Regions from separate parts of the Sus scrofa genome. Here region 1 is linked to region 2. The links are chromatin contacts, called in public HiChIP or PLAC-seq maps. All regions are on one chromosome and are shown on one strand. Each heading gives the region's core, a stretch centred on a gene start, on an enhancer-like site or on the middle of the called end of the contact. The rest is flanking DNA. Distances are from core to core; before and after follow the strand shown. Region 1 holds the start of BLOC1S4 (biogenesis of lysosome-related organelles complex 1 subunit 4). Region 2 holds the start of TADA2B (transcriptional adapter 2-beta).

Evidence for each region. HiChIP or PLAC-seq counts read pairs in DNA pulled down with a chosen protein or histone mark.
Region 1: an H3K27ac HiChIP or PLAC-seq map of skeletal muscle shows a contact between it and region 2, with 8 times the contacts expected there. The contact joins the promoter of BLOC1S4 here to the promoter of TADA2B in region 2. A contact is called at or near these places in 1 of 5 promoter capture datasets (skeletal muscle) and 2 of 2 datasets of contacts at active chromatin or transcription factors (alveolar macrophages and skeletal muscle).

The regions. Positions count from the first base shown.
Region 1 is chr8:4,094,445-4,097,225 of Sscrofa11.1, reverse strand. BLOC1S4 (biogenesis of lysosome-related organelles complex 1 subunit 4) reads left to right here and starts at 1,436. Exons shown (of 1, transcript XM_003356845.4): 1 at 1,436-2,781. The coding sequence starts at 1,476. The coding sequence ends at 2,132.
Region 2 is chr8:3,826,719-3,829,528 of Sscrofa11.1, reverse strand. TADA2B (transcriptional adapter 2-beta) reads left to right here and starts at 1,416. Exons shown (of 2, transcript XM_003356846.4): 1 at 1,416-1,748. The coding sequence starts at 1,479. CCDC96 (coiled-coil domain-containing protein 96) reads right to left here and starts at 1,140. Exons shown (of 1, transcript XM_003356850.4): 1 at 1-1,140. The coding sequence starts at 849.

The DNA of each region.
Region 1 (2,781 bases), core at 187-2,686, 270 kb before region 2:
GTTCTCTGGTCTGGCCCTGCCACTACCTTTGCTTAAAAGTGCCCACAGGAGGAGTTCCCATCGTGGCACAGTGTTTGGCGACTCTGACTAGGAACCGTAAGATTTCGGGGTCGATTCTTGGCCTTGCTCAGTGGGTTGGCGATCTGGCGTTGCCGCGAGCTGTGGTGTGGGTTGCAGACGTGGCTCGGATCCCGTGTTGCTGTGGCTCTGGCGTAGGCCAGTGGCTGCAGCTCCAATTAGACCCCTAGCCTGGGAACTCCATGTGCCATGGGAGCAGCCCTAGAAAAGACAAAAAAAAAATGTCCACAGGAGACAAAGTCCATTTATTTACTCTGTTCTGTTGTTATTTTTAAAATTTTTTTATTTTTTGTCTTTTCAGGGCTACACCTTCGGCATATGGAGGTTCCCAGGCTAGGGGTTGAATTGGAGCCGTTGTTGCCAGCCTACTCCACAGCCACAGCAATGCCAGGTCCGAGCCGCATCTGCAACCTACACCACAGCTCAGGGCAGCACCCAGATCCTTAACCGACTGTTTGAGGCCAGGGATCAAATCCGCAACCTCATTGTTCCTAGTCTATCTCAAAGAATAAACAGGAGGCTGGCTGTAAAAGTCTAACCTGGAGCCTACCCACCTTGTGCCTCAGTATTATATTTTGACCTGGTTGGAGGTTACATGGTTGTATGGATATGAACAAAACAATAAATGTGTACTTTTTTTTTTTTAAACTATACCTACTGCATATGGAAGTTCCTGTGCCAGGATCGAATCCAAGCTATGAGAAAGCAACACTGGATTCTTAACGCAGTGCTTGGGCCAGGGATTGAACACCTGCCACTGCAGAGACAAAGCCAAGCCCTTAACCCACTGCACCACAGCGAGAATTCCATCCATGTGTACATTTAAGATTCATTTATTGTATTCGTTATACTTTCATATTTTTAAAAAGGGTTCTGAGAGTTCCCGTTGTGACTCAGTGGGTTAAGGACCTATCCTTGTCTCTGTAAGGATGCAGGTTTGAAAAATAAAATAAAATAAAAATAAAAATAATTAAAAAAAACCAAAAGGATGCAGGTGTGATTCCTAGCCTTGCTCCGTGAGTTAAGTATCCAGTGTTGCCGTAAGTCGCCATGTAGGTCGAAGATGCCGCCCAGATCCGTGTTGCTATGGCTGTCGCACAGGTCCCAGTTGCAGCTCTGATTTGACTGTTAGCGGGGGACCTTCTATATGCAGGCGCAGCATCAAAAATATAAAAAAGGGTTCTGAGCATGAACGTATACGCGGGGCCTGAGTGCTCCGGCCGCTGCAAGCGGAGGTGGCGCGGGCGCGCGCACGTGCCTGCGGCGGGCAAGGGACCAGAAACAAGGGGATTGCGCGGCGCAAAGTGCGCGCGTGGAGGCCGGAAGTGTGGCTGCGTGCCATGCGTGCGCATGCGCGCTGAGACCGGAAGTGGGTGGAAGTCTGGGCGTCGCGCGCCATGGAGGGTGACCCGGTTGGGTGCCTGCGGCCGCTGGAGGTGCCAGCGGCAGAGGAGGCGGATCCCCAGGTAGCTTCTTGGAGCGGGGACAGCGGCAACGTGTCCCAGAGCCACAGCAGCGCCTCTGGGCCGTGGGAGGACGAGGGTCCCGAGCTGGGCGCGCCGGGCCGGGACCTGCCGCTGCTGCGCCGCGCAGCCGCCGGCTACGCCACCTGCTTGCTGCCCAGCGCCGGGGCGCGCCCCGAGGTCGAGGCCTTGGACGCGAGCCTGGAGGATCTGCTCACCAGGGTGGACGAGTTTGTGGGTATGCTCGACATGCTGCGCGGCGACTCCTCCCACGTGGTTAGCGAAGGCGTGCCTCGCATTTACGCTAAGGCCACCGAGATGCGTCGGGTCTACAGCAAGATCGACCGGCTCGAGGCCTTCGTGGGGATGATCGGCGCCAGCGTGGCCAGGATGGAGGAGCATGTCGCCAGGGCGGAGGCCGAGCTGGGGACTTTCCCTAGTACATTCCGGAAACTCCTGCACACAATTAACGTGCCGTCCTTCTTCAACAAGGCGCCCTCCAGCAAATCCCAGCTGACGGGATACGAGCCCCCCGTCGTGTTTCGGACAGAAGACCACTTTCCCTGTTGCAGCGAAAGACCTCAGGTGTGAGTCTGCCGCACAGCGCTGCAAGAGGACGCGGTCTGAAATTATCAATTGAAAGTGCTGTTAATAGACATGCACGATGTTGGAGTTTGGAATTTTCAAGTAATTTTTTGCACACTTCATTTCTCACGTCTTCATCTCACATAGGATATAAGATTTTCTTTTTCTTTTTTCTTTTCTGCCCTGTGGCATGCGTTAGTTCTGGGGTCAGGAGAAGAACCTGTGCCACAGCAGTGGCTTAAACTATAGCAGTGACAACACCAGATCCTTAACCTGCCGAGCCACCAGGGAACTCCAGGATACATGATTTTCTATGTCTTCCAGTTCAGACTTGAAAGCTACTTGGTGTGGGGTTTGTGCGGGTAGGGACCAGGAAGCAAAATAAATGAATTTATGTATGCACTGTGGCAGAACTTATTTATTTTACGGCTCAACTAATAGTAATATCTTTTCAAGATTTGCATACTTGTATACACTTAAGAAAACTGAGCCTTTAAAGCCTTGTTAATTTGATCCCAATAGTGATTCAGTTTTCCATAGCTTACTTTTACTTTATTATTATTATTATTATTGTTATTTGTCTTTTTAGGGTCACACCTGCAGCATATGGAGGTTCCCAGGCTAGGGGTCCAGTCTGAGCTGTAGCCGATGGCCT
Region 2 (2,810 bases), core at 167-2,666:
TGCTTGCTCTTTCTCGGGGGCCTCAGGCTCCGTGCCCTTGTCCAGCACCTCGGCTGCATCCAGACCCTTCTTCTTGTGCAGCGCCTCGAAGATCTTGTGCTGCAGGTACATGTTGTAGCGCTGGTAGCTGCTCCGCTCCACCATCAGGGAGTGGTACTGTTCCAGGAGCTCGGCGCGCAGCTGCTGCTCCTGCTGCTTCTGCACCTCCTCAGTCCATTCCTGACTGCCAAACTCGAGTCCCTCGTCCAGATCCCCCAGCTCTCCCTTGCTTTTCTCCCTGCTTCTTTCCACATGCCTCCCCTCGCTCTTCTCGCTCTCCTCGCTCTCTTCTTTCTCCTCCTCATGTCCCTCCCGCTCGGCATCCCGGACTGGCGCAGCCTCTTCCTTGCCGGCCGGAGGGACCTGCGACAGGATTTCCTTCCTCGGCTCCGCTGCCACCTCCGCCTCCTGCCGGTCCTCGTCTTCGTCTTCTTCCTGCTCCTCCAGGTCCTCCTCCTCTGGTCCCTCGGGCCCGCCTTCGGGCACTGGCTTGGCTGGCTCCTCAGGCTCGGCCTCGGCCGGCTCCTCCGGCTCGGCCTCCGCCTCCGTCTCGGCCGGCCACTCCGGCTCCACGGGCCCCTCCTCCCCCGCAGCCTCGGTGGCCCCCAGCCCTTCCTGGGACTCGGCCGGCTTGACCCGCTCGGCCTCCGCGGCCTCTGCCTCTGAAGCTCCTACGGCTTCCGGCTCCGTGGGTTCGGCCGGGGACTGGGCGCCAGAGCTGGTCTTGATCACCGACAACCGCGAGGTCAGGCTCTCCACGTCTCCATCTGCCCTCTCGAGGTCCTCGGAGTGCTCGGAGTAGTCGTCCATCTCCCTCCCCGCCGGGACAGCGCCACAGACTCCCGCTCAGGGCTGTTAGGTTTCCAGGGGCAACCAGGGGCGCGCGCGGTGGGCCCGGCGATTGGCCGGACGTCATCCCGACGCCCTGCCCCCTTCTCCCCGCCTCCCGGCAAAGGCAGACCAATGAGAGACCGCGAGTGGACGACGGGCGGCGTTGATTGGGAGAGGGCGTGGGCTCGCGCCGCGAGGGGCGTGGCGCTCCCGCAGCGCTTCCTTTCCGCCCTTTTCCCAGCGCCCGGCCTGGGGCGTGGCGTCCGGGAGGCGCTGGGAGCCGCGGACCGCGGGCGCGAGGGGCGCGCAGGCGCAGAGCGGCGGGCCGGGCCCCCGCGCGGTGGAGCGCGCGGGGCGCCTGCGCGGTGCGGCGGGGCGACGGCGGCGGCGGCGGCCCGGCCGGCCCGAGGGCGCCTGCGTGCTGAGGCGGGACGCGGCCCGGCTGCCCGGCTCCGGCGGCGCCTGGGCGGGGCGGCACGGTGGCGGCGGCCGCGGCGGCGGGCGGCGTTTGCTCGAGCGCGGCGGCGGGCCTGGGCGGCGGCGCGCTGACGGCGGCGGCGCGGCGGCGGCGGCGGCGGGCGCGGGCGGCGGGCGGCGGGCGGGGGAAGATGGCGGAGCTGGGTAAGAAGTACTGCGTGTACTGCCTGGCCGAGGTGAGCCCGCTGCGCTTCCGCTGCACCGAGTGCCAGGACATCGAGCTGTGCCCCGAGTGCTTCTCGGCCGGCGCCGAGATCGGCCACCACCGCCGCTACCACGGCTACCAGCTGGTGGACGGCGGGCGCTTCACGCTGTGGGGGCCCGAGGCCGAGGGCGGCTGGACCAGCCGCGAGGAGCAGCTGCTGCTGGATGCCATCGAGCAGTTCGGCTTCGGAAACTGGGTGAGCGGCGGGCGTGCGCGCCCGCGGGAGGCCGGTGCTCGCCCCAGACCCGGCGCCGAGAGGCTAAGCCACACGCCCAAGGTCACACAGCAGGAAGTGGCAGAGCGGGATGGGGACCGCGGTGGCTGCCGCCAGGGCAGGTTACTTCGTGGGTGTCCGCCGAGGGCGCCCTCCGGGCGGGGCGCGGGCAGGCCTGCAGACCCGCGGCGGTGGGCGCGCGGAGGAGGGAGTTGGTTTTGCCCGGGCAGGGCGGCGGGGAAGGCCGGGCAGGCTTCAGCCGGGCCCCGCGGCCTCTCCCACCGCCTCGCGTGCGCGCACCCTGTCCTCGTGGCCCCGCGCGCTTTGTGGCCTGTGTCCCCTGCCCGGGACTTGCTTGTCCCCGCAGCACCCAGGACGTCGTGTGAGGAGGGCTCGGCGGGTTCTGCCCCCGGAGCGTGAGCCCGGACGCGCCTGCCCTGGCTTTTGCTCTTCGTTTGTCAGGGGGGTTTCTATGGAGACATTTATCTGAGAGCTGGACTGGATTCGTTTACACTGGGGTCCTTGTGAGGGCGACGTGGTGGCTCTTCCCTCGCGGCCTCCGAGGAGCTCTCTTGTCACTGGACGAGGCAGCGTTCGTCCCTTCGAGCAAGGGCGAATCTGGCTGTATTCTGGTCCAGAGCCTCCGGGCGTGCGGCCCCCTCCAGGCCTTAGGAGAGGCAGGGCCGGAGCCGCGAGCCACCCCGGACCCTCACCTCTCCAGACCCTTCCATGAGGGTTCCCGCCTTCCTTGAACCAGCATTTCATCTGGCTGCCGCTCCTCCAGCGGTGCAGCCCTCCCTCGGGGTCCCTGGGAGATTGGTTCCAGAACCCCCAGGGGCCGCCCAGCCCGCCGGTCCTCAGGTCCCTTGTAGAAAACGGCGAAGCAGGGTGGGTCGAATCCTCGGATGCAGAACCAGGGGTGCGGAGGGCTGCCCATGCGCCTCCTCCCGGGCTTCCTGGTGGAAGACGGGCCACGGTTCTCCCCGCCTTCCCAAACCTGCCCTGCCTTTATCTGTGTTTGCTTTTCTTTCCCTCAAGCGCGCC